Regions from separate parts of the Mus musculus genome. Here all the other regions are linked to region 2. The links are chromatin contacts, called in public Hi-C and promoter capture Hi-C maps. All regions are on one chromosome and are shown on one strand. Each heading gives the region's core, a stretch centred on a gene start, on an enhancer-like site or on the middle of the called end of the contact. The rest is flanking DNA. Distances are from core to core; before and after follow the strand shown.

Region 1 (3,809 bases), core at 1,192-3,691, 2.6 Mb before region 2:
CTTTCCTCTCTAACCTTTTTCTCCTACCTAGTGTTGGGTGGTTGGAAGGGAATGATGTATAATAAGGGTTGGAAGGGTGGTAGATGATAGAACCCATTAAAGTGCCCCCCAAAAATACACCAACAGAAAATGGCTTGTACCATGACAACAAACACCAGTTTGGACGAACTGGTTAACATCAACCATGGGAAAGGAAGGCTTTTAGCAGATGCCAACTGAATGGACACAGTGGAAATGAAGGATGACTCTGAGGCAATGCTGCTGTGTGCTTGGCAGCTGCAAGAGCACAATGAACAATAAGAGAAATAAGTTTGGGAAAATTTATTTACAGAATTAAATAGCATGTCAAAGAAACACAAGAGTAGATACAAGTACACACAAGAATGCCATCGGGCTTCAGATAACGGTGCCAAATCAGATGCAGGGACAGGTGCTACCAGTCCAGCATAAATAAATCCTGATTGATATGGGCATTTCCTCTTGAACATAAGTGCTCTCTTTCCAGGAGCAACACCCCTGACAGACCCTGGGCATTTCGTCTACTGTCTGCCTCACCCTTAACAACATCTGAAAAATCCTAGGTTCACAAAAGTAGACAATTTTCATTGGTCTCCTCATTTCTTGTTCTGCCTAGCAACTTGTTACTGTCAGCACTTAATTCTACTGCACAGGAGTAACCTTGAAGTTTCAGCTACTTTTGAGAGTAGTCCAACGCGTGTAAGATATCTTAAGTTCTCATATGCCAGAGTTGGTCAACTCTGCTTCTAAGAACCTTATAGGCAGGGAGCCTAGCCAGCAGTTTGCTAGGTGGCTGCTTAAGTCGTCCTGTGTGTGATATGAAAAAGAGGTAGGGTATAGCCAAATTGAAATGGACATGCTTCCTTCCTGTATGGCTTTTCAGGCCAAGGAAGAAGGCCGATGACCTAAGTTTAAAGAAATAGGTATTATGTGATACACTGGACCAAACATGGATGTTCAGTGTGGACTTTTGCAGATGGCAGAACATGAAGCCTGTGAAGAACTGTGTCCAAAGAGAGGTATGCCAGCAGCTCTGGAAAAGAGACTGATACATTCCAACTGAGTAATTCCAGCAACCTTTTGGGAATTTAGAAGGGCCACATAAATACTACTAGTTTTGGAAGAAAGTAGAGAACTCAAGAGTGTATCTGCGGAGCTTGGGTCACATTCTCTATCAAGGCCAGGCTTAGATTTGAGGTTCAAAAGCAGAAACAGCAACAGTAGAAATAGTCCTGCAATAGCCAAGAGACTCTGGGAGGCAGACTGTAATTAAGGGGTAACTTAAAAAGAGTTTCAATCAGAGGTTTGAGGACTGAGGAGGTAACCAGCTAGTCTGAAATCTAAGGAGCCTGCCTTCCCCAGATCTGGTCATTGCATGCCTGCAGGTTGGACAACAAACTTCTTTCCCACTTGACCACTGGAAAATGCCGGTTAGCTAAATTACCTTTTCTTCATATACCTACACATTTGAAGAGCACCTTTAAAGAAAACGTGCAGTAAATTAACACCGGTTGAGGAATCAGAGGAAAGGGCAATTTTGTTGATTTTTTTGTGGGTGGTACAGAACCGTTCTCCTCAAATAACTTAAGGGTCCAGCCCTTTAAGTTGAGCATTCTAAACCTCTGCGGGAACGAGACAGCATGAGATTGAGAAGTGATTCCATAGTCACAGGGGAAGATCTTTAACGGGAAAGAGTGTTCCCTGCAAATTTTTATTCTCCTCTTCCTAAAAGGTGGCTTCATAAGCCACAGGACCCTTGAACTTTAAAGGCTATGACAGTAATCCACTGTGATCATTTAATGTCACTCCAGGGAAGGTGGCCGATGCTTTTTTATCCTAACACACACTGCTCTTGAGTTCTAGGCTAGCCTGGTGGTCTACATTATTGAGTTCCAGGACAAAGAGGGCTCCATAGTGAGACTCTGTCTCAGAAAACCACGAGTCCCTTGTACCCACTTGCAAAATTCTTAGGCCATGTACTCCACAATAGCAGCTAGATGTTTAGTGTTTACCACGCACCAGGGAAGTCATTACGCAAGTTCTCTCTTTTAGTACTAACGATCATCTTGTGACAGATTTTCTTAGTATCCCCCCCACCCCTTTTTTCTTTTTTTTTGGCTGGGACATTCAGTTCAGAGTGTTTAACGTGCATGCCCATGATCACACAAGGAGGTGGGAAGAAGTAAACCGTTCTAAGCAGCCACGCGGTCCCAGTTCGACACGCTCTGACCTGTCCCCAATGTCCAGCCTCTTTCTGCTACTCTCTGAACGTCCTCCTTCACCTCGCCCAACTCGGGCTCACACGCCCCCTTTCCCCAGACATGCTCAGTGATGGAGGGAGAGTTTTCGCACTACCTCAGGATATTTTTCACGCAACCTAGCAACCAAGGGCGCCCGCCCCTAGCACCTCCTCTCCATATTGGCCCAATTCCGGGGGACCGCAAGGAGAAGGAGGAGTTTCCTGGACGCCTCGTTACCGCCCAGCGCCCCCCGCGCTGCGGGTGCGTGCGCACGCGCGCTCAGTGAGCACGTGAGCCCCGCCTCTTAACGTGCCGAGGGGGGCGGGTACAGGAAGCGGGAAGAGAGGGGTGGAGGCTGCCGTTGCCATGGCAGTGACGTCAGGCGTCGGGGAACGAACCCGGCCCCTTCCCACTCACACACACGCGCGCGCGCGCGCACACCCAGAGCCATGCACACGCGCGCGCGCACGGCCGCTCTCCTCAGACACACTGGAGGGAAAGGTCAAACTAAAGGCGAACGAACGGAGAGAACGCAGCGAGCGGCCGCCGCGCCGTGCGCCATGACGGACGCGGCCGGGCCGGCTTCCCAGCGGCCGCCGCCCGCGCCCCTCGCCCGCGCGTGCTCGCGACCCCCTCCCCGGCCGCGACGGGCGCGCGACGGGCGCGAGGCGCGCGCGGGCGGGCGGGCGGGAGGTGGACTCAGCCGGGCGGGCGGGCGGGCGGGCGACGGGCGGCGGCCTCTCGTCGCGCGTCTCCGGCCTCGCGCGGTCGGTCGGCGAGAGCGGCCAGGTGAGTGCGACGGGCGCTGGGCGCGTGCGGTGCGGGGCGAGGCGCGGCCTGGGAGGCGCGGCTGACAGGCGCTCGGCCGGCGGGGGGCGGCGCCGCCCCTCGGGCTCGGCAGCGGCTCGGCCCCGCGGCCCTGGGGCAGGTGGGCCCCCGGGCGGCCGCAGCCGGGAGTCGCCGAGGCCACGGGAAGGGCTCGGGACACTTCGGAAACTCCGGCCCGCGGCGAGCTGCCCTCCCGTCCGGGCCGGCGAAGTGCATTTCCCCGCCAAAGTCGCGCGGAGCCAGGACCGGCGCTGGGGGGCTGAGGGCTGAGGGGCCGCAGCTCGGGGCCGGACCGGGTCGCAGACCCACGGACCCCGCCTTTGGGGGACCTGGCACGCCCGCTGGTCGTTGCCATGCCAGTGCCCAGTGTTTGTTGCTTGTGGTTATTTCAGGACGAATGGTTACCAAAAAGTTACTTGGAAGAGAGGGAACTGCTTGAATTGTCATGAGTTCTTTTCCTGTGTGTGCAGGAAATAGGTTAATCTCTCCCTCTCGCACGCCGGCCGACAACTGATTCTTGCCGGTTGCACTTTAAAAAATAAATGCAAACGCTCCGAAATGCGGTAGCGTCTGGGTGAAGTTTCAGGTGTCAGGCTCCACGTTTCACGGGAAGAAACGAGAAGACACCGGAGTACTTGATAGGCTCCGGCACCCCCAGCTTTGGGGCTGGTCCGAGCAGAGTTTAGTTTTGGCTGGCAAGGTTAAGTAATCACGTTGACCCAG
Region 2 (3,809 bases), core at 3-2,502:
GAGTGTAAGGAATAATAAAACTGGCAATAATGATCATGAACAAGATAGGCAGAGAATATACCTCCAGGCTGGAGGAATCAAGCAGAAATGTAAAGTAAGAAACACAGAATAACGTGCAAACAAAATAAAACACACTTGGTATTTGAGGGGTCAAAGTGACCTTTACATTATGATGAAAGGTTTGACACAGCTATGAGGCAAACCATTCTAGTATTCAGAAAGAAATCTTTACCCAACACTAGAAGAAATTGTGCATTTGAAGCTGCCTAGAAATCCCGTACTTATGTCTACAGAAACCATGCAGGGCTAGTTAGGAATTCCGAGAAAAACATTCACAAGTCTTTAAAGATTCTATGGCAAGACACACTTACAAGAGCACTACTTGCAAAGACCCTCAAAAACCCATAACCAGCATCAGCCACCCAGTTAGCACGTAATCAATGTGAGCCACATGATTTAAAGCCTCAGCGTGAGTATCTGGGTCACTCTTAGCAACTGTGTAGTACCTTGTAGTACAGTGTCTCTCTCTCAAAGCCTCGACTACCGGGGTCATCTCGAAACCTATCGTCCCTCTGGGACAGCCGGGATGCTTGCTATGAGTGGAGCCCGGGTCCCACCGCAGGCGGGCAAGCCAAAACCGCGTCCAAGTCAGCCAAGAAGTAGTCAGACTGACACACTTCGGGGCAGCCCGGCCTCTGGCCGCAGGGAGGGCTGCAGCCTGTCCCTCGGACCTAAGTCCCTCAAACTAAGGCAGCACAGGCCTCGACCTTGGGGCCACAGTCGAGTGGGCCCGCGCGGCGAGTGGACCAGCCCGGGCTTCCCGGGTCGCACTGGTCTCCGTTACCGCGCCGTCACCGCGGGCCGCCGTCAGTTCCCGTAACGCTCCCGCCTCAGTTTCCCCGAGGGTGCACAGAGATCCCGCGCTCCCCGCCCACGGGACGCTGAAGTCTAAGCGAAACTAACTCAGGGCGGACCGGCGCTTCCTGGAGGCGCTGCCCGCCCGCCCGGCCTGGCCCGACACTCACGGGTAGGCATGGCGACCCGAGTTCGCCGCGCTCGCCGCCGTCCCGGGACTCAGAGGGGAAGCGCGAGCCGCGCCGACCGCAGCATGACTGCGGAAGCCCGGCCACGGACGCCTCGTCGGGGCGGAGGACGAATTGCCGAGAGAGCGGACGCCGACCGGGTACAGCGACCACCGGCCGTGATCCGCGCCCCGTCGACGACGCGGTGGGCCGACCCACGCCCGTGACGTCAGCGCGTTGCCGCTGGGAGGCTCCGCCCCCAAGCGCTAAGCTCGGCCCCCAAGCGGTGACTGCTTGGCTTGGCCCTTACCTGCAGAGTGGGCAGCAGGAAGGCTGGCTGTTTTAACTCCAAGGTCACTTTAGGACTGTGAGGGTAAGGCCAATAGTCTTGAGTGTAGTGACTTTCCCCAGGCTCCCGTTCGGATCTATTTAACTGCCAGATTTGTGTCGGAAAGCCCAATGCTTTTGAAATGCACTTGGGTTATCTGGGGTGATAGTTGAGCATTTTCTCTGAGGACAGAAGAAAATGTCATTTCTCCTGGGGCTTCCCGTAACTTTCAAAGTGAGACAGTCCTCAGGACTTGGTCTTCTTCTTTCGAACAAGTTCTGAACACTTGGCTAACCCTGTTCTTAGCTCTGGGTATCATTAATATTCTACTTGATGGGTCTATTGGGAATCACAAATCTGGGTCAACCCTAGAGCCAGGGCATCTCTAATGTGGGCAGTACACATAACATTGGCCAGACACCATACTCTGGCCACAGCCCCTTTAGAGAAATAAAAGCAATGTCCAGAAGTCCAATACTGTGTTTCCAAAGTGGCTCATTTAAGAGACATGGAATTCTGCTATAGAATTAGTAATGAGTATATTACTAAGTCCTGAGCTAATGCTGCTGGATAGCATATGGGATGATGTAACTATACACTTTGGTTTGCAGACCTATACCCTGGAGCGTAGTGCCAACTTTCTGCTTAAGAAATAAGATTGTGAAGTCTGAAGAGGAGGAGATAAAGAAGATGAAGTAACCAGGAAGGCCTGAGGGCAATTACTCTTTGAGTCAACTTGGAATAAAACAGAATTTGAATTAGCAAAGGCCTTGGAGGAAGGGGGGGGGGTGTGGAGAATAGAAGCAATTTCTCGAGTGAGTCATAGAAACGAGTGAAGGGAAGTACACGTAAGAGATGTGAGACTTGTCCCTTGCTGACAGGGAAGGACAAACCAGCAAGGATGAAGCCCATACTTAAACAGGTTCTGTGATCGTAGAGTCGTCAATCTGACAGAATCTGGAATTACCGGGGATGCAGGCCTCTGGGCATGCCCGTGAGGATTATCTTGATTAGGTTAATTGAGGTGGGAAGACCTGGACAGCATAAGTGCCAAGAGACAGCTCAGCAGCAGAACACACAGAGCACTCGGCTTCCCAGCAGTACAGTCCACTGCTGCTACATCTTCACCAGAACTGACTGCAACCTTGAACTGTGAACCAGAAGAAGCCCTTTCTATGAGATTCAATATGGTGGGGTGTGCCTTTGGTTCCAGCCAGAGCAGGCAGCTCTCTGTGAGTTTAAGGACAAGTTGGATCTGTATATAAAGTCTCAGGCCAGCTAGGGCTACACAGTGAGATCCTGTACTAAAAATCAGCCAAACAAAATAAACACTTTCTCTCTTAAGTTGCTTATATCAGAAAATTTATCATAGTAACAGAAAAAATAACTTAAGCTCCAGTGAAGTGTGACCTCTAAATTATTTCCTCGTCTCACTTGTCTCCCCGAGACTTTCACTACCTTTGTATGCCTATACTGTCAGGTTTTACCCTTGTAATATTAATGATACTGTTGCAAGCAATGATATTCTGCCACTGGGATACCTAGTTTTAAAGGAATAGAAAAATGTCCATACTTATAAGTAGGAATACAAATGTACATTGTAACACCCGTATTCTTGCCTGGCAGATAGTGGTGATCCAGAACCCATTAATTCAATAATTCTACACACTGTTGGCTCTTCTAGTTTCATATTCTCAGACTTAACCAAGGTTAAATTGAAAATGTATAAGAGAAAAACCACCATTTTTATCTGTGATGAGAGCAAAGAGTTGTATTCCTTATTTTTCCTAAATAATATAATATGACAACTGTTCACATAGCATTTACATTGTACTTTTTATAATTAATCTAGAGATAATTTTAAAGTATTAGGAAAGATGCATGTATGCTATATGCAAATGCAGTGGTGTCTTGTATAAGGCACTTTAAATCTAAGCAATTCTGTATTCAAGGGAGATCCTGGAATAATCCCTCTAGATAAGAAAGTATGGTTCTATTTATTCAAGTGCACAAAAACAGTGAAGGTAAAAAAGAAGGAGTTAATAAGCAACTTTGTGTTCAAGCTCTGGATTCATTACTTAACAAACTATTCTATGCTCATTATTGGAGAAATAGTATCAAGTTATCAGTAACAGAGGACTGAGGCGTAGACTGGCTGCCTGGTAGAGAAATCTTGGTGGTAAGCAGCCACTTAGGAGGCATCAATACTGGTGCAGAAACAACTTTTGGGTGCTTAGCACTGCTTAGCTGTAGAAAAAGAAAGAGCCAAATCTTGACTCTGAAAAAGAATCCCTGGGATTCGTTGGCTGCTGAATAGGAAGCAATAAAGAAGCATCTGTTAGTTACATAACTCCAAGGTTGGAACAAGGAAGCTCGTGGTGCCAGGGGAGCAAAGGAAAATTTGGAAAGGAATGCTGTCTTAGAGCAATACAAGGAGAGGATGGGAGCTTATCTTGGCT
Region 3 (3,813 bases), core at 1,134-3,633, 2.5 Mb before region 2:
ACTACCACTAGTGGGCAAGCTGGGACCGAGCTCCTCTAGGAACCAATAAAGCATGAGAATATTCATTATGAACTTCTCAGTGATTTCCATTTCATTCCATTAGTTCTTCTCTCTTAACTGAAGGCATCTAGAAATGTAAAGATTAAAAATGTCAGTCAGGGCTAAGGAGATGGCTCAGGGGTAAAGCTCTTTTGCCCAAACATGAGGGCCTAAGTTTGGATTCTAGGCACCTTCTAAAAAACGCTAGGTGTGGTGGGCTTGTGATCTTAGTGCTGAGCGAGACAGGAGGATCCTAGGGGTTCATTGGCCAGCCAGGCTAGTCAGACAATGAGTTTCAGGTTCAGCAAGAGGCCCTATCTCAAAACATGAGGTACACAACAATAGAGAAGACTGAAAGCTAGCCTCTGCCTTCTAAGTGCACACTCATGTCCCCATCTGAAAGTGTGAGCCACACAAGAAGGTGAGGAAGCAACTGTGGTGTCTCCATTCACAAAACTGCCTTCCGTCCCTTTCCTTACTAATTTCCTCCTTCTTGGGACCAGCCTGGGAAAAGATATGCAATAAGTCTTTTTTGAAAAAATGAGTAGATTTAAGGAAGGAATAGTGGAGAAAAATCACAGCCACCCCTCACCCCCTCAAGACCACATCTACAGTCAGTTTTTTTTTTTTTCTTCTTCTTCTTCTTAAAAAAAATTTGGCTTTACTGTTTGGGAGCCATTGAGTTTTGAGATATATGTTAACTAGCTTCATTTCCAAAACTGATTTTGGCTACAACATTCAAGAGCAATCGACCCACCTGCTAATCAATCAATAGTATTTCAGTGCTGCTTTTTAAGAAAGGCAGCCCAGCACAAAACCAGTATTGTCAGCAACCAGCACAACTCACATGTCCTGACAGAAAATTAGTGTAAATATTTGGAGTTCTAAAAAGGAAATCACATCAATGCAGCATTCTGGTTAGTTCATTTTCAAATGAAAGATGTTACTGTTCCCCTGCCACGCAGCCCTCCCTGAGGCAGAAGTTAGTGGAGGTGAAGCAACAACTTCCTGATTCTCCTCACATTGTGTCTACCGGCATCTGGTGGGTTGTGGAAAGGTGGGGCCACACACTTCATGGACTGTCTATGTGATCTCAAAAAAGCTACACAACCTTCCTGAACACCTGTCCTTTGCTCACCTGCCCACTGAAATAAAGATGTTTTTAAATATGTACTAAACAGAAGAATGAAGAATTAGACCAGTCATCTTAAGGTTCACTGCCCAAAGGCACGTCAACGTTTCTGGTTTTTGTTTTTAAAAAAGTGAACAAAATGAATGAGCTCATTCAGTCGTTCAGTAGCATTACTATGAAATCTGTGATGGGTAGGCAAAGACTAAAAGACCCAGGGGCCTTTGTGACAGGACCCTCTCTCCGCTCGGCAAACTCAGTCCATGGCAGAAAGGGGTAGCAAACAGTTATGCGCAACTGAATGTGAAGAAGTAATAAACACATGACCTCGACCTGTGGGGGTAAGAGAGAGGAACCTAGAGCTGTCTGAGGAGCACTCCAAGCTAAACACTACAGAAGGACTATACTCAGCATTTCACCAGCACTGTAAAAACAAACCAGGGCTGCCCAGACGCCGGTCATTTCCGTCCTGCTTCTTTTAACATTTTTCTCTTGTTTCTGTATGTGTGGAGTACTTTTTTACAATGGCTAATTTAAAAACCTTTCTAAAAGATAGCTTTACCAGCACAAGTACGACTGTTATTATTATATATATACTTAATTGGCCAACTCTAAAACTCATTCCCAGTTTCGAATGCTAAAAAGCTGACCAAGATAGGTAGGGATAAGGGACTTCGATGTCGGTAGAAATATATTCTATCAAAGTTACGTGGAACAGACGCTTCCTGCAGCGTGCGGAGGGGGCTCTAAGCTCCTAACATAAAAAACGGAAAGGTGGTCACTGAGCTTCCAAAAAAAAAAAAAAAAAAAAAAAAAAAAAAGATGTGCGAGGCACTGTCACTTCCAACCCGGCTCGTCCCGGACCCTGGGAGAGCCTGCCTGGGCCAACTACACCTAGTCAACCCGACCGGCAACTTGGGAAACTGAGCCCCGGAAAAGCTAGTATGCAAAGGGGCGCACTAGCCTGCCCACTCGCAGCCGTCCCCGCACGGAAGAGGATTCAGGACATTCCGGGTCCTGACTCCCACGTCCCAGGATCACAGCGTCCCGCCCCGGGCGTGGCCCAAAACAGCGCGCAGAACGCCGGGACGAGAGGCCGGCACCTAGGGTAGCCGCGAGCATGCGCACTGTGCCTTGCGTGCCGAGGGCGGTTCCCCGCGACCGACGTCGCTACGTAGGCGTCGGATCCCCGGGGAGAGGAGGGCGAAGACTCCATCCGCCATGTTGGATGCCGCAGATTCGCCATAACCTCTCCGGCTCTTTCCCTAAAAAAATCAAAATAAAGAGCGAAGTTTCCTCAGGGTGTCCGACTTTCTCGCTCAGCCCGGGAGGGAGCCGGGAAGAGCCCGAGGCTTTTTTTTTCCTCCGCCGTGGGGGCGTTGCCATGGAGACGCGGACGGCAGGTGAGCGGGGATGGGGGTTGGGGCGCGGCGGGGTGGGGGTGGGGCGCGGCGCCGCGCGGGAAACCGCTCGTGGTGTGCAGTGGGGAGGCCGCGCGCAGACTCGGGCCGGCGGAGGGATCCACGGGCGGGCGGAGCGCCGACGTCGCAGCGTTCTGCGGCCCACGTTTGGAAGCTGGCTTGATCCTGCCGCAGGAAAGAAAAAAAAGGGAGGCGGTGGAGAGCAAGCGAGGGGAGCGCCCTGCGCGCCTGGGGAGCAGTTTCCAGGGCTGTGGGCGGTGCCAGGGCGCCCGCCAGCGGCCATCCGCGGGCGTCTGGCTGCATAGGTGTTCGAGTCCCGTTGCCTGCCGCTGTTTGTGTGAGCTTTGAGTTGGCTTCTTGCTTAGTCAACAGTTTCGTAAAGTAGATGACTTCCCCTTCCCAGTGATCAACCCCGTGTTCTTAGCCAGGACGTGCTTCAAGTCCAGCCTTCTCTAGTGACCTTCAGAGGGAGCGGCCAATGAGAGAGATGGGCTTTATCACGGGTGACCCTGTCCCATGCAAGTAGTCATTTGCCTTCTGTCTTTGGCCCAGTGCTGTAGGGCATTGTCCTCGTGCGCTTGAACGAAGTGGCTCCAGGCCACTTCCTCCAGGCAGCCCTCAGACTGTCTAGCCAGAAGCTGCTTTAGCTGGTCTCATTGGAAGGGTAGACTTTTCACTTAACCCCTGGTGACTCCCCTTAACCTTAAGCTTGTGACCTCTAGCCTGTGATTGACACCAATTTAGACTCTTGGACCCTGACTTCCGAGGGTCGCTGCCAGTGTCTCCTGGTTGTTCTTAGTTGGTCATTCACTGAAGAAGAGAAAAGTTGAGAGCCCAGATTCCTGACAGTGGAGCTTTAAAGAGATCGGACTTCTGGCTTGGAAAACAATGTGAACCATATGTTTGCTTGGCCTTTGTCACTGTCCCCTGGAATTCAGACAGGCTCTTAGTAGGGGTGACCTTCTATTGAATGACTGAGTGAAGGAGCTGCTGATCATTTGTACACGTCACTGTGGTTTCCTGCTGGAGCCTGGGTCCATCCATACAGGGGACAGAAAACTCACGTTCCTGGGGCTTACCTCCACTACTCTCCACCTTTAGCTTTGGAACCTATCACTTGATCTGTGAAATTAGTGTTGGTGCTACAGAGTGGCTATAGGTCAAAGGGACACACAACAAGCCCCAAACAGGTTATCTTTCTGTTTTCCAGCCATGACAAGTGAA

Evidence for each region. A called contact is a pair of places that touch in the nucleus more often than the background predicts. Capture Hi-C pulls out chosen DNA fragments and counts their contacts.
Region 1: a contact with region 2 is called in a Hi-C map of muscle stem cells, with 3 times the contacts expected there. The contact joins the enhancer-like site here to the promoter of Efr3a in region 2. A contact is called at or near these places in 1 of 39 promoter capture datasets (pre-B cells), 1 of 484 Hi-C or Micro-C datasets (muscle stem cells) and 2 of 9 other capture datasets (adipose tissue and liver).
Region 3: a promoter capture Hi-C map of liver shows a contact between it and region 2, with 4 times the contacts expected there. The contact joins the promoter of Zfat here to the promoter of Efr3a in region 2. A contact is called at or near these places in 3 of 39 promoter capture datasets (liver and pre-B cells), 1 of 484 Hi-C or Micro-C datasets (CD4 T cells), 1 of 115 datasets of contacts at active chromatin or transcription factors (thymic regulatory T cells) and 2 of 9 other capture datasets (adipose tissue and liver).

What each region holds. Positions count from the first base shown.
Region 1 is chr15:68,362,108-68,365,916 of GRCm38.p6, reverse strand. No RefSeq gene overlaps it. Among named protein-coding and RNA genes, the nearest start is that of Mir30d, 23 kb to the right of the region's middle. Within about 2 kb of position 2,441, at least 408 of the 459 cell types and tissues checked have an H3K27ac peak or open chromatin away from gene starts, as enhancers often do. A contact at or near this core is called in adipose tissue, liver, muscle stem cells and 1 more, where this site is marked.
Region 2 is chr15:65,784,463-65,788,271 of GRCm38.p6, reverse strand. It overlaps Efr3a (EFR3 homolog A), which reads right to left and starts at 1,252. Exons shown (of 23, transcript NM_133766.4): 1 at 1,026-1,252. The coding sequence starts at 1,035. It overlaps Gm41339 (a long non-coding RNA gene), which reads left to right and starts at 1,229. Exons shown (of 3, transcript XR_875389.2): 1 at 1,229-1,395. It overlaps Gm41338 (a long non-coding RNA gene), which reads right to left and starts at 675. Exons shown (of 2, transcript XR_875388.2): 1 at 1-675.
Region 3 is chr15:68,257,426-68,261,238 of GRCm38.p6, reverse strand. Zfat (zinc finger and AT hook domain containing) reads left to right here and starts at 2,383. Exons shown (of 16, transcript NM_001145888.1): 1 at 2,383-2,571. The coding sequence starts at 2,553.